Linked DNA regions of Cricetulus griseus: region 2 is linked to region 1. Evidence: chromatin contacts called from public Hi-C data. All regions are on one chromosome and are shown on one strand. The core of a region is the stretch at or near the end of the contact, and the rest is flanking DNA. Distances in the headings are between cores, read along the strand shown. Region 1 holds the start of LOC100754252 (disco-interacting protein 2 homolog C). Region 2 overlaps LOC100754252 (disco-interacting protein 2 homolog C).

Region 1 (5,238 bases), core at 296-2,795:
GAAAATGTCCGGTCTATGAGACTCTGATAACGCAAGCAACACCGCAGCCACCACGTTTATTTCCTTCTCTACCCTGAAAGTGTTAAAGGGGAAAACACAAAGTCAACTTCAGCTCCTCCCCGATGATGAAAATTGGCACGAATAAATTTATGTTCTGGCTGCTGGCCCTCACAAACCGTTACAAGAAAAAAAAAAAAGTTCACTATACTAAACGGCTCCAAATACTAATTCAAGGGAAGACAGCCTATCTCCACATCATTACATTGTAGCCTTCACAAAATGAGTGGGATGACTGCTAAATATTTATTATTAAATACATTTTAGAACTTTGGGGGGGGGACCTACAAAACCCAAGCTGAAACGTATGACCGTTAAGCACATGATGTCCACCATGAGCAGCAAAGACAAAACCGTATATAACGCTCCATGAAATCACCGTAGCAGGACAACCGTAAATTCTCAGTATCTCTTTCCGACACGACGATGGGAATGAGGCATCCAACCTGGCCTGAGGGGAGAGGTTTTACGGCTCTAACTCAGCCAGCACATCACACAACACGCCCGAACAATAGTACTACTATCTCCTCCCGCTGACAGGACCTAGTGCCTGCAACCTCGGAGAGATCCAACCCCGAAGTCCACTGACAAGTTTCGCATTAAAATCAGGCCATTCGGAGGCCGTCCCCAAGCATGGAACGTGGTGGCAGCGCACCGCTGCTGATGGTGGTGGTGGTGGTGGTGCTGCTGCTGCTGGTGTTGCTGGTGCAGCTGCACCAAGGACGCGGCGCCTCTCCATTAGGGCAGAGCGCACATCCCCACCAAGGCTATTCCCCGGCCGCCCCAAAGATTGCTCTATCTTGCTTCCTAGCCGGGCACTCCGGGCCCAGCCGCAGCGTGCAGGGGGCATCGCCGCTGCACCGCACCAGCTGAGCCTGGAGGGCGGGGGCCGTGGCACGCACACGCGCGCGCGCACACACACATACACACACACACTCACACATACACACACACCACAAGCAAGCACGCGCGCACACAGCACAAGCATACGCACACACATGCACCCGCCCCGGGGCTACCTCTCGGGGCCAAGGCCAGGGCCGGGTCCCCGCCGCCCCCCAGGCCCCGAGCGCGTCCACCCCGGGGTGACAGCGCGGCCCGGCCCGCGGGGCCCCGAGCGCGCGGCAGAGAAGAGGTGTCCGGACCCGGCCCGGACGCGGGGCTGAGGGGGTGCTGCTGTTACCTTCCGACAGCTCCAGCTCCAGTTCGGCCAGCCGGGCCCTCACCTCCAGCGGGAGAGCCATGCCTTCCAGGCTGCGGTCCGCCATGCTCGCCGCAGACGCCCCCGCCCTGCCGGCCTCCTCTTTGTTCGCCGACGGAGGGCTCCTCAGCGGCCGCCGCTCGAGCCTGGAGGTACCGCACCGAGGAGGCGGCGGCGGCGGCAGCGGCGGGCGGGCGGGCGGGAGGCCGGGCGGCGGCGGGCAGGCGCGCGGGGATTTTCTCCTCAGCCTCCTCAGCACCTCCTCAGCCTCGTCAGTCTCCTCAGCGCCTCCTCAGTCGCCTCAGCGCCTCGTCAGCCTCCTCAGCGTCTCCTCAGCGACTCCTCCGTGCCTCGTCAGTCTCCTCAGCGCCTCCTCAGCCTCCTCAGCGCGGCCCCGACCCTGACGGCGGCCTCGCGCCCGGCTTTCTCTGCGCGCCTCCCCCAGCCGCGGGCTCCGGCCACGTTCGGCCGGCTCCGAATCACGGGCCCGCCCGCGGTCACGGCCACAGGGCTCTCTTGCTGCTCCGCGGCCGCCCTGCCCCGGCGGGAGCGAGCGCCGCTGCGCGCGCACCGGGCAGCAGGAGGGCACGCGCGGAGAGGGCGGAGCGCGCGGACGTGCCACGGCGGCGCGCGCTCGGGGGGCGGGGCCTCCAGCGGCCACTTCGAGAGCGCGCTGGCGGGACAGTCTTGTTTGGCCTGGGGGCCTTCTCAACCCCAAGGCTTAGAAGACTCAAGGGGAAAAAAGAAAGCGTTCTGAAGTGCAGTTTAGCCTACTTGTTAAAACTTCAAATGTTCTGGATCTTTGAGGACTGATTTTTTTTAATGAATACTTTTAAAAGGGAAAAATGATACAGGTTTAAAGTTTAAAAGATTATGACCTTGAATCATCCACTGTTCTTGTCCAGGCATCACTTTCCCCATCTGTGGAAAGAAGACAGAGGAAATGGTTGGGTCTGTTACACGCTGGACAGCCTTTCCTGAGACTGAGGAATGCCTGTCATCACTGAATCTTTTGCAAGTGTCTTCTCCCCAACACCTACAATATTGTTTCCTTTTTGTTCTACTACCTCTTGTATGTTCTTTACCCTTTGGTCATTACCTCTGGAGTATCAATGGCTCTTCTGCATGGCTGATACCGAATCTGTATCTCTAGTCTGACTATTTGAGGGCACCATTACATAGCCAGATGTCTGATGAATAAACCTCACCTAGCTTCTCCTTAAACCCCAAACACCACAAAGCCAAAGAAAACCAACATCTTCCAACATTAAATATCCACTTGCTTTCTTAAAGTTTATTATTAATTCTTTGAGAATTTCATACAATGTATGAAATGTATTCTAACTCCTCCTAGGCTCATCCCCAACTCCCTAACCTCCCAACTTCATGCACCTTTTATTATTATTTAATAACCTATATGCTCCAATTTGTTCTGTCCAGATATTCCTGGGTGTGAGGCCATCCACTGTAGCATGGTCTACCTCCCAGTAGCCACACCCTTATAAAGAAAAACGACTCTCCCTTCCCCAGAAGCCATCAACTGTCCATAGAGGGGCGGGAGCTCATTAGCCCTTTCCTATGCCATGCTAGAATGCTGACTGGCTTGATCTTGTACAGGCAACCTGCTGTGAGGTTGTAAAACCAGAGGTTTGGTCTTGTCCAGATAACAGTTTTGCTCCAGTCCTCCTGAACCTATGGCTCCTACAATCTTTCTACCTGCTCTTCAGTGGTGGTTCCTGTGCCTTGGGAGTGATGTTATGATATAGACGTCCTATGTATGGCTGAGCATCCCACTGACACTTATTCTCTGCAGAATTATCAGTTGTGAGCTTCTATGCTAACCACTGCACAAAAACATTTCTCTAATGAGGGCTGAAGGCTGCACTAGTCTGTGGGTTGAGAGATACAAATCTAGAGGGCGGTTTGATGCCACATCTATTTAGCAGGATAATAACAGTAGGTTAGGTTCACTTCTGGAACCTATGATCTCCCCAGCCAGATTTGCAGTACCCAGCATATGTTTCCTCCTGTGCAGCAGACCTGGAATCCATTCAGAAAGCATTTGTGAAAGCCTATGACCTTGATCTTCACACATAGTATTCATGCCATTCAAGTTATTGTAGGGTTCAAAGCTGGGTAAGACTGTTAATGACCCGCCGCCCATCAACAACCTACATAGCACCTTCCAGTACAGCAGAGAAGAAGCTTCCTGATCAGCACTGGCTGGATTTCTCCACCCTGTGACCAGTGTGTCTTCAGCCCTAGGGTCTTAACTGTCATCTACCTGCTTTCATTAACTACTAGCATTTTCCTAATTATCTAGGCTAACACCATCCTAACTTCTCTATCTTCCTTGATCTCCACACATCTTTTGCTTCTCAGTCCCCTCAAACCTATCCCACAAAACTGATGATTATCGGTTTCCTTCCCATGCTTGCAAACACTCTTTCTAGTCCCCATACTCCCTCTTGCCTGGAATATTCTAAAGACACATTGAGATAATGCCCCCGCTAATGGAGCCCCACAATTGCATTCACTCCTCTTTCAAAATGAGACAACAGTACTTCGTTGCATTGTTTCTTGAATGCAAGTACATTTCTTAGCTTGAGACAAGTGGACCCTCACCAGCTGCTCCAACCTTCAACCTAGCCTTACTTCCCCCCATAGGTTCTTGAAGACATGATGGCTAATCTTCAGTATCCTTGCTTATTGTACATCTATCTGTTTCTAGGCAGGGCCTCATGTATTCAACATTGGCCTCCAACTTACTATGTTACCAAAGAGGTGCACCACATTGCCCAGTTTATGCAATGCTGGGGATCAATCCCAGGGCTAAACAAACATTCTAAAATCTGAGCTACATCCCAAACACCTCACTGCACATCTTTTTTTAGGTTTGTTTGTTTATTTTTATGTATGAAGTTAGAAAAGGTGTTGTAGAATATTAGTTGAAGATGTGTTACATTTGTTTATGCTGTAGAACATTTGTTTAATGATGCAAACATGTGTTGCATTTTTTAACCCTGTGAAGCAGTGTTTCTTGCCTGTCTAAAACACCTGATTGGGCTATAAAGATCTGAATGGCCAATATCTAGGCAGAAGAAAGGATAGGCAAGGCTAGCAGGCAGAGAGAACATATAGGAGAAGAAATCTGGGAAGAGGGGGAATGAGAGAGGACACCAGGGGCCAGCCACCAAACTACACAACAAGCAAAGGAGTAAGATATACAGAAATAGAGAAAGGTAATAGCCCAGAGGCAAAAGTTAGACAGGATAATTTACGAGAAGCTGGCTGGACATTCATAAGAAAGAATAAGATTCCATGTATTTATTTGGGAGCTAGGTGATGCCCCACCCAAAAAAGCCAAAGAGAAAAAAAAATCCAAGAAGTTGTTAGATCTTCTAGAACTGGAGTTACAAACAGTTGTAAACTGCCATGTGGTGCTGGGAATGGAATCCAGGTCCTCTGGAGAGCAGCTACTGAGTGTTCTTGATTGCTGAGCCATCTCAGTCTGATCAGGAGTTCCTGTCTTGTATGCTCAGACTTTCCCCTAATGTCAACTCTCTTCTCCCTTACTATGTTCCTATCACTCTGCCCTCCTCCAATTTGACCTTCAGTTAAAGTTCCTCATTAGCCTGTGGGTAAATTCCTTGAAGACAGGGAACGGACCTATCTACCTTTGTAAATTCCATTCATGTGACAAGTGTTGACTTCTTAGGAACATCTGCTTCTCAGTAGAAAACTGTAAAAAAGAAATTGGCCACTAGCAATGAGGAACTTGGAAGTTGTGAGTCCCAAATTGCTGGCTCTTTGTGTTCTATGTTGTGTCCTATACTGTGATATATGTCCATTGGTTTGGTCTTTACTCAAGAACAAATTAGAATACAGTACATACTGCCGGCACAATGTTTGGCCCTACTACCATCTCCACTCTTCTCACTATGAGTAATCTAACCACTAATTAAGAAAGCCATAGAGAT
Region 2 (5,895 bases), core at 2,023-4,522, 170 kb before region 1:
ATAGAGTTTCATTCAGTATTCTGCACATGAACAGGACTAATTTTTTTGTTGTTAAATGTACTTTTATAATTTATTTTTTCAAATTTCACTTCACATTCCAACCATAGTTCTCCCTCCCACCCCTCCTCCTCCCCAACCCCCCTCCATGAGGAATCAACAAAGTCTGGCACAGTAAGTTGGGACAGGACCAAGCCCCTCTCCCATGCATTAAGGCTGAGCATGGAATCCCACCATAGGGAATGGGTTCCAACAAGCTAGCTCATGTACTAGGGTTAGATCCTGGTCCCACTGCCAGGGGACCCTCAGATAGTGTTGAATGTATTTTTATATTTATTGACCATTTGTATTTCCTCATGTGAAAAGTATCTGTTCAGCCCATTTGTCCATTCAATAGCTGGACTGTTTATTATTTAAACTTTTTAATTCTTTATATATTCCTGATGTTAATCCTAAATTGGATGAGTAATTGGCAATTTTCTCCCAGTTTGTAGGGCATGTGTTAATTTTTGATTTGGCTTTGGGGGCTTTTGATTTTTGTTTGCTGTGCAAATTCTTTTTAATTTTCTTGAAGTCTCCTTGCTTAGGACATGACTACTCTTTCCTAGAAACTGAGACATTGAAATGATTTAAAATCCCTGTATAGGTAACTGTGTTTTGATTAACCCACACCCACATTTTGGGTGTGTACTATCCTTTCAACGAGTCTATTAAACTCTACTAGAATTTAAATTTTCTGTTAAAATCTTGTGTATATATGTATGTGTACATGCATTTGATACACACACATGCATGCACAATCATGTTTTGCAGGTGCACATGAATGTGTGCATGTTCATGTAGAGGTTGGAGAACAACTTCTGATATAATCCTCAGGAAAATCATCCTCCTTTGAGATAGGGACTCTCATTGGCTTGAACTCATCAGTCAGGTAGATTGACTGCCCAGGGGGTCTCAGAGATCCCTCCTGTATCTACCTCCCCAACACTGAGATTACAAGCACACCCCACCACACTCATCTGTTCATGTGGGTGCTGAGATTGAGCTCACTTCCTTGTGCCCAAGCCATCTCTCCAAGACAAAAATCTTTTAGCAAGATCTAACAAATTGTTAGTAGTAAATTATACAAAACCCTTCTATGTTGCAATGACATCCAGACTTGGTCTTCACATTTGTGTTGTGTAGGCAAATGGCTGTGATGATTAAATGAAAGAGATCAATATATTCTCTAAGTCTGAAGGTGGTTTCATTATTTGTCTGTGTCAATAACTTAATGCCTAAATTCTACATGTGGAATTAACTGCACGCTTTAAATTTTTCATGCAATGCTTACTTCTTTCCTATTTTGCTACTAGTAAGCAAAGTTTCCTAAATATACATCTTCTTTCTGTAGCCAAATCATTCCTGGTGAGGCTTGTCTGTTGCCCAGGACAGTATCAACAAACACCTAACGTTTTCTTGGCCCTAGTGCTGGCATAGCCCTCTGTCTGGCACTAACCCAACTTCACCAGCCTGTTGTCCTGAGTCCTTCAAGGAGAAATAAAGTATGTTCTGAGGTTCTTGGCAATTATTCCATGACAGATGTGGATGAGCAGATACCAATGAGGGAAAAACAAAAGTAAATGCAACATCAGAGACTGAAGGGTAGTGTTGAGACACTAAACAGACACAAACCCAAGCCTGTATCACTTCTGAGCTTTCCAGGTCATGAACTTTTCCCACCATTGTCCATCCAGTTATTATTTCTGGATGGTCCACCCTGCCCCAGGCATAAGAGATACAGTGGCAAACAAAATAGGGCCTCCATCTAATAAAATGACAACAGCTACATCACCATGATAATTGCTACCTGCCACCACAAGGTAGGTATAGTTTCACACAGGGCTGCTGCTCACAGCCTCTTCAAGGAACCTCCCAAATTATCTCAACTGTGAAAGTTCAACCTGAGGCAGGACTCCACAGAAATCTGTTGCTCTCCATCCATATAAGGAAAGAAACTGGATCTTATCTTTACTATTCTCCCTCTGTACATCAGGTAACAAAATGATGCTGCAGCTAAGTGTGTTTAATTTACCTATCAGAGTCCAGGTCTCTTGATGCTACTATCTGAGAGGTAAAATGACATGTGTTGACATTAGAACCTTGAACCATCTAAAAGTAGACAATATACCTTTCTATGGTACTTCTGCCTCAAAATTCCTGCTCTATGCTTAAAATGTTATACATTGACAGTATGAAACTCAATCCGTGGGAAAAGATGGTTTTCCCTAGAGTAAAAACATATATATATATATATATATATATATATATATATATATATATACATACATACATATATATATATATATATATATATCTCAAAGTTCATGCTGAGCACCCCTTGAAATGTGATATTACATTAGTAAATAATACTGAAGGGAAATGGTTGTGTAGTAAATTTCTGAAGGAGGACTAAAGGAAATGAGAAAGAGCAGTGACAACTTACATACAGGACCTGCATCAAGGAAAGTGTACACCACCTCATTTGGACACTGGGGCTGACATGTTGGAACACCACACAGTAAAACTGAAAGGGGAATGACAGTTCAGTAATATAATGAAAACTAAAAACCACTCAATTTTTCTAATTTTGGCAAATATGTACATAAAATCATGTGATTAAGATGGAAAAAACATGTTTGTATGTGGGATAATGTAATTGATATTCATTCATAAATCATGTGCTGCTGACATTCATTTGTGAGCACATTTTACATTTTAAATTCAGAGAATTTAAGCAATTTTAAACTTGCTAGTAACTATTAATTAAATGGATATAATATACTAACAATGGTTATAAAACACAGAAAGGTCTAATATAAATAATGAAGCTTTAAGACTTTGCATAAATGCAATGTGCAAATTTATCCACTAATGCTTAAACTTTAGCATTTTCAAATAATTCAATCTAAATGAACTAATTTTTAAAAAATATATTTATTTATTTTACATCCCAGTCACTATTTCTCCTCCCTCCTCTCTTCCTAGTTCCTCCCTTACTCCCCAGTACACTCCTCCTCCCTTTCTGTTTAGGAAAAGACAGGTCTCCCATGAGTATCAACAAGACATGGCATATCAAGTTGCAGTAAGACTAAGCACCTCCCATGGATTAAAGCTGGCCAAGGCAACCCAAATGACCTAAATTTTATAACTAGAAGTGAATATTCAAGTACATTCTTCAAAACCACAACCGAGATTCTAAGCAGGATAGAACAATGTTTAATTATCAACAGACCAACCTGGTCAGTGTACCCAGGAAGCTGGACTACAGACCAACCTGTTGAACATGAGAACATAAAATTCTCAGACACGCCTGAAATCAGGCATCCTAGCTGTCCAAATCAAGACAGCCCTATATGGATCTGCAGCAATTATTGCTATGGCAGGAACTAGTAGAGCCAAAGACTGGCTCATCTGCTTAAAATAAAAATCTGGCTAGCAATTTATACCTGACACTATAAGGAAAGCTGAGAGTTCTAGTTTCATATCTGCCCCACCTAGCCTTGTTCTCAGTATAATTCTACTGTAGCTGGCACTGTGACAAAGGAAGTCACCTGAGCTGTAAGGTAAGAAGCCAAGAGAACATCTCAGCCTAGAGCAACTCTGAAGCAAATGGATACTGTGATTAACCTCTCCATTAGGGTCAGGTTCAAATTGTGAATAATTTAGAGATCCGTATGTCAACAGAGAATCCTGTACACACTGGCCACATCCACACAGATTTTATCTGGTTAGAACTGTGGTTACACTTTTCTTTTTAAATATGCTTTATTTTTTAAAGTAGTTTTAAATACAATGTAAAATTTACTTCAAATTATAAAGGTTGCCCAGGCCCCTCTTGTGCCTATAAAGCAATCTCTCCCACCATCAATGACCCACACTAGAGTGGTACATTTTTACAAATGAGAAATCTACACTGACAAACATATCATCCCATATCTGTAGTTTATATCAGGATTGTAATTTCTATTTCTTCCTAATTTAAACAGTCTCTCTCCCCCTCAATGAAGGGGAGAGAGGCTCGTAAGATTCAAGAAGTTGATGACATTTATGAAACTCAAAAAGATCCTAAAAGTTACAAGACTAAAAAGGTTCTTCCCTCAGAGACTCTCCCCACCAGTCTTGCAGCCAAGCTTTTCACAAAGCATGCAACAGCTCCAGGAGCCAACTTTTACAAGCTGTCACCAATGCTGGGGTGGGCTTTCTTGGATGTCAGTGCCTTTGAGTCATACATGCTCCTGCAAATAATCCTAAGAAACTCACTGGTTTACTAAGACAGACTTGGGTGCTATCATTTCTTTGATCTGTCATCAGTGCTCTATGAGGGATAAAGAAACATTTGGCTCATATATTCCCAAGGAAACTCACAAACAAGGGCTCAGAAACCATAATAAATGTATGAGAATTTTCTTAATGTTCTCCAAAACTTCCTGTATTGAAGGCTTTGTTTCAAGCTTGAAGTGTTATTGGGAGGTGGTAGAAACTTTAAGAAGTATAGCCTAATTGAAGAATATTGTTAGGCTAAGAGAGTATAAAGGTCTCTTTCCTGTTTTTGCTTGCTGGCTTCCTTGTGAGGTACACAGCTTTCCCATAACAAAGAATTCTGCTATAGTGTACTACCAAGTCATAGATCTTAAACCAGACAATTGACCATGGGCTGAAACCATGCAATAAATAATTTCTCATTTAAGTTGATTTCCCTCAGGTATTTTATCAGAATGGAAGACTAATAGAGCACTCCAATGGTTTGGGCATATCTACTATCCCAAGTATGGCAATTCAAAAAAAAAAAAATCTACCAAAGTTAACATTTTCCATTTGAGTAACATGGCTTTTGTTGTTTTTGTTTTGTTTTGGGTTTTTTGTTTTGTTTTGTTGGTTTTGGTTTGTTTTTTGTTTGTTTGGTTTGGTTTTTTTTTTTTTTTTTGGTTGTTTGTTTCTTTGTTTTTTGAGACAGGGTTTCTCTGTGGCTTTAGAGGCTGTCCTGGAAATAGTGTTGTGTTTTTAAAGCAAGGTCTTACTTTGTAGTTCAGCATTCTAACAGAAGTTGGCTGCAGGACTGAATTCACTCCCAGGCCCCAAACCTTCATTCTTGTTCCCGTGCAACATACCCACCAACTTAAGAATATGTATGAAGTATTTATATACATGTAATTCTTCTTGGCTAAAACTTTTCATTTTATTTTTAATTCTAACTTACGGAGATGAGGAAAATTTTTGCATCCAAGGAGAAGGAAATAATCATGGGGGGGGGGGTCCAAGTTCTCAAGGTATCTTTTCACTGCTTATGTGTTTCCTGTTTATTTTGATCCTTAAAAGACATGAAAGATATTTCTCAAAACAGCCTATTTTACTTACACCTCTGTATACAGAAGCTGACAACAAGCCCAAGAGGTGGAGTAACAGGAGAGAAGGGAGGAAAAGGTCACCAGCAAGGTTGAAAAGGAAAACATTAGCCGGGCAGTGGTGGTGCACGCCTTTAATCCCAGCCCTCGGGAGGCAGAGGCAGGAGGATCTCTGTGAGTTCGAGACCAGCCTGTTCTACAAGAGCTAGTTCCAGGACAGCCTCCAAAGCTACAGAGAAACCCTGTCTTGAAAAAAAAAGAAAGAAAGAAAGAAAGAAAGAAAGAAAGAAAGAAAGAAAGAAAGAAAGAAAGAAAGACAGAAAGAAAGGAAAACATTAATAAGAAGTCTACAGCAGGAAGACTATGAAGAGGCAGAGTTCAGCTGTCATGTCTATTACAAAGTCACATAAACCAAGGTAACTCAACCTCAAGAGAATTTCATTGCAATAGCTTTAAACTGGTATGAAGGAAAAGGGTTAGTATATTTCTTGGCTAACAAATTTCTAATGTATAA

Evidence for each region. Hi-C and Micro-C count contacts between places; a contact is called where the count stands out from the background.
Region 2: a contact with region 1 is called in a Hi-C map of the CHO-K1 cell line, with 3 times the contacts expected there. The contact joins the enhancer-like site here to the promoter of LOC100754252 in region 1. A contact is called at or near these places in 2 of 8 Hi-C or Micro-C datasets (the CHO-K1 cell line and liver).

Annotation. Positions count from the first base shown.
Region 1 is chr3:233,538,569-233,543,806 of CriGri-PICRH-1.0, reverse strand. It overlaps LOC100754252 (disco-interacting protein 2 homolog C), which reads right to left and starts at 1,545. Exons shown (of 37, transcript XM_027405067.2): 1 at 1,241-1,545. The coding sequence starts at 1,325.
Region 2 is chr3:233,709,973-233,715,867 of CriGri-PICRH-1.0, reverse strand. All of the region lies in intron 1 of LOC100754252 (disco-interacting protein 2 homolog C), which reads right to left. Among named protein-coding and RNA genes, the nearest start is that of Zmynd11, 320 kb to the left of the region's middle. Within about 2 kb of position 3,272, at least 1 of the 6 cell types and tissues checked has open chromatin away from gene starts, as enhancers often do.